Linked DNA regions of Mus musculus: regions 1 and 2 are each linked to region 3. The links are chromatin contacts, called in public HiChIP or PLAC-seq maps. All regions are on one chromosome and are shown on one strand. Each heading gives the region's core, a stretch centred on a gene start, on an enhancer-like site or on the middle of the called end of the contact. The rest is flanking DNA. Distances are from core to core; before and after follow the strand shown. Region 1 holds the start of Loxl1 (lysyl oxidase-like 1). Region 2 overlaps Rec114 (REC114 meiotic recombination protein). Region 3 has its middle 8.9 kb from the start of Gm51678.

Evidence for each region. HiChIP or PLAC-seq counts read pairs in DNA pulled down with a chosen protein or histone mark.
Region 1: a contact with region 3 is called in an H3K27ac HiChIP or PLAC-seq map of embryonic fibroblasts, with 5 times the contacts expected there. The contact joins the promoter of Loxl1 here to the enhancer-like site in region 3. A contact is called at or near these places in 1 of 39 promoter capture datasets (hippocampal neurons), 1 of 15 datasets of contacts at CTCF or cohesin (the NIH/3T3 cell line), 14 of 484 Hi-C or Micro-C datasets (the G1E-ER4 cell line, cochlea, embryonic fibroblasts and 5 more), 12 of 115 datasets of contacts at active chromatin or transcription factors (the NIH/3T3 cell line, craniofacial prominence, embryonic basal ganglia and 8 more) and 1 of 9 other capture datasets (embryonic stem cells).
Region 2: a contact with region 3 is called in an H3K27ac HiChIP or PLAC-seq map of embryonic fibroblasts, with 4 times the contacts expected there. The contact joins two enhancer-like sites. A contact is called at or near these places in 1 of 484 Hi-C or Micro-C datasets (bone marrow-derived macrophages), 3 of 115 datasets of contacts at active chromatin or transcription factors (embryonic fibroblasts and embryonic stem cells) and 4 of 9 other capture datasets (adipose tissue, embryonic stem cells, liver and 1 more).

What each region holds. Positions count from the first base shown.
Region 1 is chr9:58,310,919-58,315,224 of GRCm38.p6, forward strand. It overlaps Loxl1 (lysyl oxidase-like 1), which reads right to left and starts at 2,294. Exons shown (of 7, transcript NM_010729.3): 1 at 768-2,294. The coding sequence starts at 1,968.
Region 2 is chr9:58,667,335-58,671,870 of GRCm38.p6, forward strand. The region is part of intron 2 of Rec114 (REC114 meiotic recombination protein); the gene reads right to left. Among named protein-coding and RNA genes, the nearest start is that of Rec114, 72 kb to the right of the region's middle. Within about 2 kb of position 1,982, at least 18 of the 459 cell types and tissues checked have an H3K27ac peak or open chromatin away from gene starts, as enhancers often do. A contact at or near this core is called in embryonic fibroblasts, where this site is marked.
Region 3 is chr9:58,515,017-58,519,862 of GRCm38.p6, forward strand. No RefSeq gene overlaps it. Among named protein-coding and RNA genes, the nearest start is that of Gm51678, 8.9 kb to the right of the region's middle. Within about 2 kb of position 3,220, at least 62 of the 459 cell types and tissues checked have an H3K27ac peak or open chromatin away from gene starts, as enhancers often do. A contact at or near this core is called in embryonic fibroblasts, where this site is marked.

The DNA of each region.
Region 1 (4,306 bases), core at 1,044-3,543, 210 kb before region 3:
TTCATTACTGTGGTTTCTTTAGTGCTCAGTTGAATTTTATGCCCTGGCCAGTGGGCTCTGGCATCCCCAGCCGTGTTGGGATCACCTCAGGGGTCTGAAAATTTTGTCTGTTCTAGTGCAGCTCTTTGGCTGTTTACTCACCTCACTAAGGGCACAAGGACACTGCAGCATCTCTAGAAGCATTTTTTTTTTTTTTTTGGTTTTTCGAGACAGGGTTTCTCTGTATAGCCCTGGCTGTCCTGGAACTCAGTTTGTAGATCAGGCTGGCCTCGAACTCAGAAATCCACCTGCCTCTGCCTCCCGAGTGCTGGGATTAAAGGCGTGCGCCACCACGCCCGGCTCTAGAAGCATTCTTAAGGCCTCTTGACCCTGAAGGTCCAAGACTCCCATGATCCTTTGCCTCACTTTGTGCACAGGCATAGGGGAAATTTCTAAAAGTGTTAAGAGATTCCCTGGGAGAGGGAGAAGCAAGGGAGCAAGACTTTCCCCACTCGTCCCTAGATGACCCCAGCTAGATCTGCAAAGTACTTAAAACTTGGCTAGTCCTTCCACTATTCTCCCCAAGCCAGAGTCAAAACACAGGCCTACCAGATAGGCCTTTGACCCAGATGGATAATAGTTGGATTCAGGAGGAGAGGCACGCAGGGGCTGCATGGTCCTTGTTAAGCCACCACTGGAAGGCCTTTGATAAGAAACAAACAGGGTCCGCACCAGCAATTCACCAGTGGCCAAAATGTCGAGCCAAGGCGCTCGTGGATTGTACTCACCGCGACCATTCTGGTTGGGTCGGTACACACTACCCACGCTGAGACGGCCCTGCTGGGCGCCGTTCCGCTCCCCACCCTGGGAGGGCGCATCAGAGCTTCGCACGGGCAAGTAAGGTGGCTCCAGCACGCGGAATGGGGGCTGTGGCTCCACCGCACGCGGAGGGACGTAGGCCTCCGGTGGCACATTGGCTGCATAGGGCGGGTACCAGCCGAGGCGAGGATCGCCAGCGCCACCGTAGGTGCCACCGGCCCCCGCGGGGGCCTGCGACACGTCGGTGCTGGGATCAGGGTAGGCCTGCTCGAATCCCGGGGTGCCTTCATTGTACAGGCTGTGCGAGTAACGACGGTCAAGGCCGTCGGAAGGTTGGGGCTGAGGCTGCGGCTGGGGCTGGGGCTGGGGTTGGGGCTGGGGCACATAGGGCCTCTCTGGGGCTGGGTAAAAGCCCTGGGCCGGGTACTCGGGCTGCTCCTCGCCTCCTCCACCTCCGTAGTCCTCGTAACGCGCCCGGGGCTGGAAGGGATAGATGACCCCAGCCGAGGCTACAGCCGCTGCCCCCGCGCCCATGCCGCCGCCCGCACCACGGTAGTACACGTAGCCCTGTTCGTAGGTCCGTGACGCGGGATCGTAGTTCTCATACTGGTTTACGAAGGGCGCCTGCGGATAGGGGAACTGCTGCGGGTAGGAGGATGGCTGGCGATAGGTGGTGGCGAAGGCCGAGGCCGAAACCGAGGAGGAGGCGGAGCCCCCGTGCCGTTGCTGGGAGACGGAGGTGCGGGCCCGAGCCATGCCGGTACTGTCCCCGACGGCCACCTCTCTCCAGTTGTCGGGCACCTGGCCGAAGCCGAACGGGTGCCGCGTTTGGCCGCGCACAGTGTCCGAACCCACGCGTCCGGGCAGGGGCAGGGACGGCGCCTGCCGACGCCGGGGTCCCCCCTGACTGCGCCGCTGCGACGTTTGGGGCGCGCCTGCCAGTAGAACCCTGGAGCTAGTCTCCCCTCGTTGGGGCCCCGCGGGCACGTACTCAGAGCCCGAGTTGAGCAAGCTGTACACCTGCCCGTTGTTCTCCCACTGGATCAGCTGCCGCCAGCGTCCTGGGTCCGAGCCCTGTCCTGGCTGCGCTTGCTGCCCGTGCACCAGGACGCACAGGCAGGCACTCCACACCAGGGTCCTCAGCTGGCTGCCGGCTCCGGCCAGAGCCATAGTGGCCCTTCTGCAGAGGCCGGGTGGGCAGAGAGTGGGCCTCGGTGCGTGCTTCTCTTCCCACGGCCTCGAGGACAGGATGGCTCTTCGCCTGCCCAAGCTCTAGCTTTGTCCATCCTGGCCTTGTCCCGAGCGGGACGGCTCCTCCGATGACAGCATTTCGAGGCCAAGGGGTCAGGGCAGGGCAGGGGCGGTGCCCAGGGCTGCACGAGGCTTTCCGTAGGGCACGGGACGGGCAGGACCTCCTGGGGCCCTTACATGGCCAGCCCCACACTGGCTGGCTGCTCGCTAGGCTGGCGCTTTCCCACTCTGAATGAATAAGCAACAGGCTGAAAGTGTCTGGAGGTTTCAGAAACCTGGTCCGCCTGCTGGGGCCTCCTCCGCGGGGCCCTACGGCCCGCCGGGTTTTAGCTATGTGGCCTGTCCCACAGATCAGTGCTCCCTTAGTCCTGTAGCTTCCAGCCAAGCCACAGACCTGCCTGGGAGGAAGGGAATGAGGTAGGGCGGAGGAGGGGGCCCCTGGGGACTCAGGCCTGGTAAGTGGGGTTTCTGGCAAACATAGCAGGATTAAGATGTGGGCACTACCCTGCTGGTTCCACTCAGTCCTGGACACAGGTTTTTTTTTTTTTTAATTCCACTTTCTTCGTTGACTTCACCTCTTCCTAGGGTTCTTGGGGTGCCTTCTCCCTTCTCCAAAGCTAGTGCTAAGAGACATCCTGGTTGGTGAGACTCCCTGGGGAGATGCCCACCTCTGGCTGGGGCCACCCTGTAATTCTGCATCCTGAAGACATTGGGCGTTTGGTCCTGAGTACAAAGACACTGAACCTTCAGCTCTTCTACCAGGTCTCAGTCTACAGGCTTGGGAACTAGGATAGGTATGTCTCTCTGCTGAAGGGGACTTGGGAGCTCAGGGCAGATGCTGACATCACGTACCCCCCACCCCCTCCAGTGGCTTCTGCCCTGTGCTTCCTGAGTTGATAGCCAGAAATAATCGGAGTCTAAACATGAATAAGAAGAACCCAGCCGGTGGCAGCCTTGGATATGAGATATGCCATTGTGAGGCAAGGGGAACCTTTAACATAAAGCAGAGAGAGGGAGGCCTTGGGAGAGCCGTGGCCTGGGAATCGCATGCTCCTTCCCAACTCTGAGTTAGTGGACACATTGATCACTGGGGGATTATTCCACAGAACTCCATCTGTTCTGGCCGATTCTCTGTTCCCTCCGGGGATGTCAGGGCTAAGAAGAAAGGTAAATTTTAACTTTTACTTGGTACCTAAGAGGTTACCCTCTAAATGCTGTTCTCCAGGCTTCCCCTAGGCTGTCTTCTGTTTGGCCTTGGGAGCTGGAGGGCAAAGATTACCCCCTGAGACTTATAAACAAGACAGGAAGGATCTGTCCTCAATGCTGGATGACTCTGTTTTGTAAACTCCTGGGCCCCGTTTAAGGAGGAAACAGCCAGAATGATGCTCTTTGGGAACCAGGACCCCTCTGCCCTCCATCCTTACCAGGAAGCATCTATCAACCCACCAAACTGTGGGTTTCAGGACTGATACTTCACATATGTGTCTTGGGACACTGGATATCTTCCCCCCCCCCCCCCCCGAGACAGGGTTTCTCTGTAGCCCTGGCTGTCCTGGAACTCACTTTGTAGACCAGGCTGGCCTTGAACTCAGAAATCCACCTGCCTCTGCCTCCCAAGTGCTAGGATTAAAGGCATGCGCCACCACACCTGGCTGACACTAGATATCTTAATCTAGCCAGAAAATTGGGGGCTTGCAATAGCACTCTTGCCCGTGATATCGTAGATCCAGTGTAATGTCTGGATTCCTACAATAGTGACTGATTAGGCTGAAGACTAGCAAGTCTTGGTTCAATTGAAGCCTGGGACCTGGAGGGTTAAGCCTTCCCTCCCTCCTGCTCCCCCCCCCCCCCAGTGTTGGCCTCAGCTGCTTAGAATCCCTGGGGTCCCGTAGGTCTTTCCAGCTAGCCAGATGGGCAGCAGAGGAGAAGTGGAAACAGGCCTTAGGGTACCTTGGGCTTGGAGGGGAAGGAAGGAAGAATTGAGGGAGGATATGGGATGGGTTTGAGGTGGGAAGGGGGTTAACAGGAGCCCCTCTGGCTGGCAGGATGGGGTAGGGGGACAGGGATCAAGCACCACTGCTGCCTCAGGGTCTTGGGGTGGGGAGATCAGGGCACAGGCCATGGTTTTCAGCGCTCTGCTGGGAGCCAGCACTTGGCATGAAACCCTAGCTGGAGTTGGCCCTGCTTCTTTTTTCTTTTTTCTTAATAAGGTCGAATCAGAGTGAGTCAGAAGAGCCAAGTTTCCTGTTAGACTGTG
Region 2 (4,536 bases), core at 732-3,231, 150 kb after region 3:
GGCCGAGTGCTAGGGATGCATTTGCAGATCGGCCTGCACCCATCATACGTCAGTAATGATGCGCGACGCACAGACATTACCGCACTAAACCTTATTGCATTTGTTTGTTTATTTAGCAAGAGGAGAGGGGCGCCATCATGCAAGTGTGGAGGTCAGGGGGCAACTTGCAGGATTGTGTTCTCTCCTTCCAGGGGTTAAATCCAGGTCAGGCTTGTGCAACAAGCCTTTTACCTGCTGAGCTACCCAGAACATGCTATGTTTTTGTTAGTTAATGTGAAATGTACACCCTCAAAAAAAAGTGGAGTTTAAGATAAAATATTTTATATAACTTCCACTTTTTAAAATAAATATTTGAAATCCAGGTTTTTAAAAAAATTTTGTGTTTGTTTGTTTGTTTGTTTGTTTTGCACTTTATATCCAGCCTGTCTGGATTACCACAAAATGGAGGAGCCAATCTTGGGCCTGTGCCTGACTCTCCCTTTCTCCCTTCAGACTCTGACCACCTTTATCTTGCTGGGTTTGGGCAGGGTTCCTGGAGTTCCCAGGGCCCCCGAAGTGCATGTGGTGTCTGTAAGGACAACTTCGCACATGCCTTACCTGCATTGTACACCTTGTAGTTCATTTCCAGAGTCTTGTCACCGTTTGGTCCCTAACCCCACCCCCACAGTCGCCCTGAAAGCTTGCCATGGTGGCTCATGGGAAGCTGAGGCAGGAGGACTGCCATAAGGTCTAGGACAGCCTGAGCTACATAGTGAGATCCAGAGCAAAACCCACTCTCAAAAATTAACAATAAAAAGTCTCCATAAACAAACGGAGAGATCAGGAGAGGGAGCAGAGGACACAAAGGACTCAGGTGCTGAGTCCACTGTGAATAAGCATGGCCAAAAAGAATGCCTTTGCCCTCATCTTCTGGGACTCTCTCCCTCACTGCACTGGTGTCTTTAGTGGCTCTGATGCACTTCCTGGTCCTTTCCAGATATGTTTCCTTGCTATATACCTCATGCTGGCCTCTAACTTGGCGCCCTCCTGTCCACGCCTCCCAAATGCTGAGATTACAGGCCTGTGTCTCTACACTTGGTCTCTGATGCCTCTTGGTTCCAACTCTGCTGGCCAGTGTAAGCTAGCCATTACGCAGGAGGATGTCACTGCAGGTAGGGTCACTGGTACTAAACAAGATAAATCAGCTTTAAACCCATGCCAAGTGTGACTTCATAAGCTTTGATGTGAACAGGGCACTTCATGTTCACAAAATGGCAAAGCATTCCCACCTGCTACAAAGACCCTGACTCTGAGAGAAGCACATGAGACCATGGCTCCAGAAATAGCTGGATAACTAACTGCTGAGAGATAACCCTCAGTCCCAAGCTCTGGGCGCCAAAGGCTTCCTGATGAAGGGGTACTGGCAATCACTCAGGTGCTGGTGGCAATATATTTAAAAATGAGATTCCGCCTAAAGCTTCAGGGCTGTGTTTCCACTCCCTTCTGTAGCTCTGAGGTTCAAATTATACTGAAAAGAGGAAAAATATCCCAGATAGAGTCTTTGCAGGACACAACATGAGGGAAGAAAGAAGCAGCAAGGGGTGTGCTTTCAACAGTGATAGCCAGTGGTTATTTAGTCAGAAAGAACAATGAGACAGGCATAAAAATCATTTGCAGGTGGGTCAGGATTAGATGGTAGCCTAGGACTTGAATGTGGGTATTCCTACTTCGTTAAAAAGTCTGCCATGTTGTGATGGAGAAGAAACACTGGTCTAATTTCCAAGGGGTCACCTCATATTTCCCACAGAAACAAACATCCTATCTCAGGCTGATGATCGTAGCCCATAGCCTGAGATGCTACACAGGAGCTCCCTGGGCCAGAAACACAACCCTGGGATCTCACGCTGAAGCTCTGGCAGTTTAACAGTAACCAGCAACCATGAGTAAGGCCACAGCATGACGCTGATTGCACCAGTCATTCCTCCCAGTGACTGCAACAGAGTCCAGAGACTGAGTCACAAATGCCTGCTGCAGCCTCTGCCTCACACACTCACCTGCTAGGACTCTGTGCCTGGCCTCATGGGAACTGCAGGCTGAGCCAATCAGCTGTCTCTCTTTCTTCCAAGGGCTTTCATTCAAAGAATCTTATGGAGCTTTTATTCTTTCTAATAAAACCTTCAGACACACCACAGGTCTGTGAGAGTTTCTCAGACTACTTATTCCCCCTTCATTCCCAAAGGAAACCTTTTTGCTTGGACATCTATTTTTCACTTGTAACTTTTTGAGAAACAGTCTCCTCACACAGTCCATACTGGCCTAAAACTCTCAACCTTCCTTCCCCCAGCACAGATTTTTGTTTTGTTTTGTTTTGTTTTGTTTTGTTTTGTTTTCATTGTGTAATATAAATCTTGAAGCATCCATACAAGAGTAGAGAAAACTAGCACAATGAAATGATCTGGTTACAACTGTCACACACAGCCCCTCATTACACCCACCCCACAGCCACCCATGCCCTGGATCATCCTGAAGCTAAGACAAATATCTGTAAATATCACAGGTTGTATTGCTTCAAAGCTCAGGTCTCTAAAAACATAAGCACAACTTGCTGTGGCGGGATGGGGTATGGGTCTGGGTGGGCTGCAGAGAACAGGCAGGTAGATGACGGCCATGTGTGCAGATCAGGTGCTCTGGTGTGGCTGCTGAGCATCATGGAACAGACAGTTGGCTCCAAGGATATTATGGTAGGCTCGGGCAGCTTCATGATGTCCGGCACAGTAATCAGCTACTTGCTCATCGAGATAAAGAACACCAGGCATGGCACTCTGAAATATCAGACAGACTGTGCTCCTAACATGGGCTACTTTATGATCGATCCCTTTGTATGATGGGCTGGCCCTGCTCCTTGCTAGCTGCAGCACTCTGGAGAGCTGGCCCTGGCCCTGCACCGTGCCTGTATAGTGCTGTTAAGCTGCCTGTGGTGGTAGGGAGAACTGGCCCTGGTGGTGGTGGTGGTGATGGGGTACTGGAGAGCTGGCGGGCTGACCAACCCAGGCTCAGATCCAGGGATGTGAGCTGGCCCACACCAATATCTACTCCATCTATGAATTGCTGGAGTAACCAAAGCTACAGGATTTCCAAGCAGAGTCACAGAGGAGATCCAGTAGTGATGTATCAGAACCACAGGCTTCGAACCAGAACAATGACTCAATGCAACCAACATTTACAAGTAAAGCTGTGTGGGGCAAAGGATGTGCTGTGGGACACATCGCAGCTTCTATGGTATGGTTTTAAAAATATATATATATTGGTTTTGGTGGGTGAGGGAGGTCACAAAGATGGGGGCAGATATGGAGGGGTGGGGAGATGGGTGGGATTGGGGTACAAGATGTGAAATTCACAAAGAATCAATAAAAAGTTTAAAAACATAATCACAAAATCAAATCTTTAAAAATTAACAATTCCTTGTCATTGAGTGTCTTTGACAATATCACATTTTCCTGTCTTCTGGCTTTTTTCTACAGCCCTTCATTGTGTGACCAGACATCCAAATGCCATCCACATGCTGGCATGGCTAGGATAGCATCCTTACTCTGACATGGGGCTGCTGGGTCCCTTAGGCCTGCCGACTTTTCCCTGTCTTTTCTCATCTGCCCTTATGATCTCTGATGAGGCATTAAGTCACTGAGTCTCTAGATCAGAAATCAACAGATTTCTCTCTGGAAAGGGCTAATGAGTAAATATTATAGGAGTGTGAACTTAGGCCTGTGGTGTGAGAAAGCACCACAGACGAACAAGTGTGGCTGCTGGCCAGCAAGGCTTTACCATGGACACTGAAATCAGAACTTTAGACAGTCCTTCACATCTCACAATATATTATTCCTTTCTCAATGCTTTTTTAACCATTCAAAAATGTATAAATTAGGGGCTAACAATTAGGGGCTGCCTAACAATTTGATCCTTAGATCCACATAAAAAGCTAGGTGCGAGGATATAGTATAATCCTAGTGCTAGTGGGTGACAGGCAGGAGGACTCCTGGGCTGGCTGGCCAGCAGTCTAGCCTAATCAGCAAAACCAGGTCCCAGGAAGCTATGCTGCCTCAAAACTGAAGTGGATGGCTCCTAAGGAGTAACACTGAAAGCTGACCACTGGCTTCTAATTGCAAACGTGCACCCATACATTGAAGCACACCCACACCAATGCATGCATACTGCATACAAACAGGAAGAGCAAAGCTACTCACAGCCCATTGTTAGTCGTAACCCCTAGACTCACCCTCAACTAAACTCTGTTCTTGTGCCTGCAAGCATGCTTTTCATATGTATCCTGTCTCTTGTATGCCTCATAGATCAAGAACTTGATCAAATCCGGGCTCATCTTTCCTTGGATTTTGCTAGACCACAATGCGTGACTCTACCACACATAAGTGTGTCCTGTCCTATGCGTGTGAATTTAGCAGTTAGGATAAGCACTGCCTACACTCATTAATTCACTAGAAGTTGCAAAACAAACAAACAAAAAAACCTGAATTTTTGTTCCTTGTTTATTTATGAACTTGA
Region 3 (4,846 bases), core at 1,970-4,469:
CCAGATACCTCTTGTTCTTTGGAAACAGAATAGACTCTCGGGGGCACAGCATTCAGCTGGGGCAGGTCCCTCCTGGATCCTTCTCTCAGTCTTGTCTCCAGTGTCCATCAGGATAATTCCACCCTTCCTCTCAGGTGAACCCCACAGCAGAGGAGAGACGGGGCGGTTCTCCCTCAGCAGGCTGATGTTTCCAGAACTTTCATGCTGTCCTTTGCCTTTCTCTCTCACACTCCCTGCCCAGTGCACACCCCTACCCAAGCCCCACCACATGACTCAGGAGCAGCAGAGTAGCCTCATCTGCTGGAGCACCATCCTTAGAAGGCCCTCAGCCTGGGGCCTGCCGCATTCCACACACAGGCAGGGAAGATCCTGCCTGGGGCCTAGAGAGGTCAATAACCTGCAGGCCACCATTTCCCTTGGAGCAATGACAGGGATGGCGGCCCAGAGGCCATTTTCTACAATGCTTCTTGCCTCCAGAAAGCTTTCTCTTCCCCAAGGCAGAGCCAACAAAGCAATTAAACTCCGAGTGTAGAATCGATCTGCAGGTCAAGAAATGACATTGATCCGTGGTGCTGGTACTCTGAGGGCATGGCTGCCAGGTGCCCAGACCTCTGACTGTCACCTTTGGGTGAGCGAGCAGCGGGCTCTCTGCTCCATCCTACCACTGTGCAGCCCTCACTCCACCACTGAGCATGTTCCCTTTATCAAGTTCAGGACCTTCTTGTTCTGGCTTTGCCTGACACTCTCAGGGCAGATTTGTCCCTTTATACTATGATATGCAGGTCATGTGGTCCCATGAAGGCATCCGGGAAGAGGGGTGCTGCTGACCCCATTTCTCAGCTGCAGCCTACAAGGACATAGAACATTTGGTCCTCAGCTCCCACAGGAATAGCACAGGTAGCTGATCCCATCAAGGACGTGGGAGGAGGCCACCAGCCTTCGGGAGCCTTCTCTGGTAAATAATAATAATTTAAAAAAAAAGAATTACTTGCAATTACCATATCAATTGTTCCCAGGTAAATAAGGGGCTTCCAAAAGATTTCTCAAGTAGCTTATTCCTTTTTAAATAGGTTAAGGGTCTCATTTGCATTATTCATTTGCTGGGAAATTCCTTTTTTTTTTTCATGGAGATTGCAGGAGTAAACTCCAGCCACCGACAATCAGTTCAGAAAATTGAATTAATGTGGTTCTGGGTCTATCTGGAGAACGGTGGAAGTGGGGGTGGTGGGGTGCACAGTCTAGACCAGCTGCTGGAGATGAGGGTGTCTCTGGGAAAACAATAGCCAGCTCTTTTTGTGGCTGGGAAACAGTAAGTGCAGAGGTAGGGTGGAGAGGATGGCAAGAAAGTATAGGATTTAAAAAAAAAAAGGCAGAGGAGAGAGGACAGGTGCTAGAATCGGGAGAGCCTGGGTGGATGTGGGGAGATACAGTTCTGTGAATAAGAGACTGTGAAAATGAGTTAGGCTGCTTCATCGGCCACCCTGTCCTCTTGTCCTTCATGATCCAGCCCTCTATTCCCTCAGTATTGTTACCCAGATGAAATGGAATACTGTCTCTGTATGCTCCTCCAATGCCCAAAGTGCTCAACCCAGGCCACTAGCACACTCTCCTGCTGGGCTGACCCAGATCTTCCTGGACACAGCCCACAGGACACTCAGGAGAACAGAAGACAGACACCAGGGGAATCAGCACTCTGGCCATGTCTTCCAGGTCATGAAGGCCCTGAGTCCAGTCTCCTAAAGGAGGCTGAGCCACCTCTAAAACCTGGACAACAACATTAGCCGTGACAAGGAACTTGATGCCTTTGCAAAAACCCTAGGATATGGCACTGGGGAGATGGATCAGCCGTTAAGAGCACTGGCTGCTCTTACAGAGGACTGAATTCAGAGGATTCTGAGTTCCCTGCCGTATCCCTCATTGGATTCTGTGGGCCTTGGGTACGAAAGTGGCACACAGACATCCGTGCCAGAGGACCAAGAAATAATGCATCCACTGAACTGGAGAGATGCTTCGATGGGGGTAATGTGCTTGCTGTACGAGTTGGAGGACCTAAGTTCAGATCCCCAGAACCCACATAAGAAGTTGGACATGGCAAAGCACAATAACTGTAGTTCTGGGAGAGACAGAGGACAGGTGGAGCCCAGGAGCTTGCAGTCTGGTCCAAAAGAGATTCAGTGAGAGATCCTGCCTCAAAAACTAAGGCAGGAACTGAGGGAAATAGCCTTTCTTCCCGTCCTTCTCTCAGAGCCTGGGACCTAGGACCTGAAGCCACCCTCTGCCACTTGTACATAGATGACTAAACACACTTAAATGCACACAAGGACACACACACACAAGTGCATTATTTCTTTTTAAAATATTATTTATTTAATGTATATGAGTACACTGTCTTCAGACACATCAGAATAGGGAATCAGAGCCCTTTACAGATGGTTGTGAGCCACCATGTGGTTGCTGGGACTTGAACTCAGGACCTCTGGAAGTGTGCAGTCCATGCTCTTAACCACTGAGCCATCTCTCCAGCCCGAGTGCATTATTTCTTTAGCAATAACTCTACTGCATTGTCTTACCAAATAATGCTTTGCAAACATATTGGCCCTTCCTCCTTATCTCCAACATTAGGAGTGACACAGTACAGGGACTTCCATGGAGGGGATATAGCAACATAGGGATCAGATGGTAACAGGCCACACACCGGACCTGGGAGCATGCTGACCTTGAACCATGGGCCTTGGAACTAAGTCTGGAGCCTGAGGAGGAACTAGAGGCCAAAGACCTTCAGGATGCTGTTGCAGAGGTGGAGGCAATTGCAAGGGTGAGAGCCAAGGGAGGAAAGAGATGCTAAGTTCAGTCACTCTGGCTAGTGTGGATCTGTAGCATAGTTAGGACCCCAGGCTACTCTCGGGTAGGAACACATCTGAGACAAGGGACAGGAAGAGAGAGAAGGTTATTTCCCTCGTACTCTGGCACAGGCTCCAGGGGCTGATGGCTGCTTACAGGAAGGAAACAAATTGTTCCTCTCCTCATTGAGCACACGATGCTGGAGGGAGGGAGCCACGTGACTGTGCACATCTGGAGGCCTGGGTTTGGGGGGTGAGTAACAGGAGAGAGACACAGAGGGAAAAGGTGGACGTGGGTAAGAGACCCCCATTTGCTATCAGGAAGCTGAACCAGCATACATGGCACTAGGTTCCACTTTTCTCCAGGGCCTGATGCATGATCTATTGATGACAGGAGTGGGGTTCCTACTAACCTCTGGGTCCCACCACACATTTGACCACTTCCTCCTCTTTTCCTTAGTTCAGTTTTTCTGAGCTTCTAACAGCTAAAAAGCAAGAATCCCTTGGTCACCTACAGTAAGGACAGAATAGCTGCTTGCTTTGGTGCCTGCCTCAAAGTTCTGTGGGGAAGAGGGGGAGTGTCTCTCTCTCTCTCTCTCTCTCTCTCTCTCTCTCTCTCTCTCAGAATTCTGTTTTGCATTAACTTGCAAAGTTTCGTTAGAGCCCCTGGAGAACATGTATCAAATATTCAGCAATGACCTCACCCAATTGCATCAGAACTTCTGGGGAGGGAGCCCAAACACCAGTATTATTAAAAACTCCCTAAGTGATTTTAACACGCACAGCCAGAGTCTACTGGACTAAATGGAGCCCGGAGCTTTGTCACTGGGAGCAGAGTGTGCAGGATCAAGGAGGTTAATCTATTATGCGTGGATGCAGTATGATCTCAGCCAGGACCCCAGTCTGGAAAGAACAATAATGAAACATGTTCAGAGAAGGACCAAAGATCATATTAGCTAAGGGAAGCTGAGGGTGTGGTGGGTGAAGATATTTTGCAACACAGATGCTAGAAAAGGTAGAAGGCTAAGGTCACTGACTTTCAATCTCAGGGTTGCAATTTGTGTACCCCATGAGACCCAGATTTCTGCCCTGCTCCCAAATAATCCTGCCTCATTAGTAATAAAATATCATCATAATAACCCAGACCTGTAGAACCAAATGGCAGGTTATGGACGCCCTGGGATTCAGTGCAGGCAGTGCCCTTGCCCCAGGGCACCTGAATCCAGGATGCTGATGAGTCTTCCCATCAATCTTAGTCAAGAGTTCTGCACCCCGAGCTCAGCCTGGCATGCATCCACAGGTCCACATCCACATATCCAGTGGGTCGGTAGATATATTTGTCCAGGATTGAGAGCCCAGAAATGCACACAGCTCCCAAGGAGATGCTGAAGAGTCCAGAGAGATGAGAAAGAAATGGCTACAAGTCCTAGCCACTGCTCAACGGGGACTCCATCCCTGAGAGTCCCTGAGAGCCCAGAAGGAGCCTGGATCCTCAATACTGTCCTTGCACTTTCTAGAATCTATTTTGCTAATGACCCTCTTGTATGGGCCCAGCTTAAAAAGGCAGCCCAGACAGCTGCCAACTCCAGCAGCATTTCAGGTGAACTCAGAGAGCTAGGGATGGAGCATGCACGGAGCCCTGGGTTTCATTCCCAGCACTGCACAGACCAGACACTGCAGTGTCAGCGCTTGGGAGGTAGAGGCAAGATCAGAAGTGTGTTGTCATCCTTGGCTATGTAGTGAACCTGAGGCCCAGTTTGGGATACAAACTGTTCTGCCCCACTTCTAACCCAAATAAAATAAAATATGTCTAGAAATCCCACTTGTAGAACCTCATAGTGTGGAAACTTGTATTAGTCGTGTCCAAACTGACAAGACAGCTCTAGAACAGGCACTATGAGGTGTTACCACTCCACTTACAAAGAATGAAAGAAGTCTTTGCTAGAAGGTAGATACAAGGGCCTGGAGAGATGGCTCAGTGGTTAAGAGCACCAACTGAAAAAAAA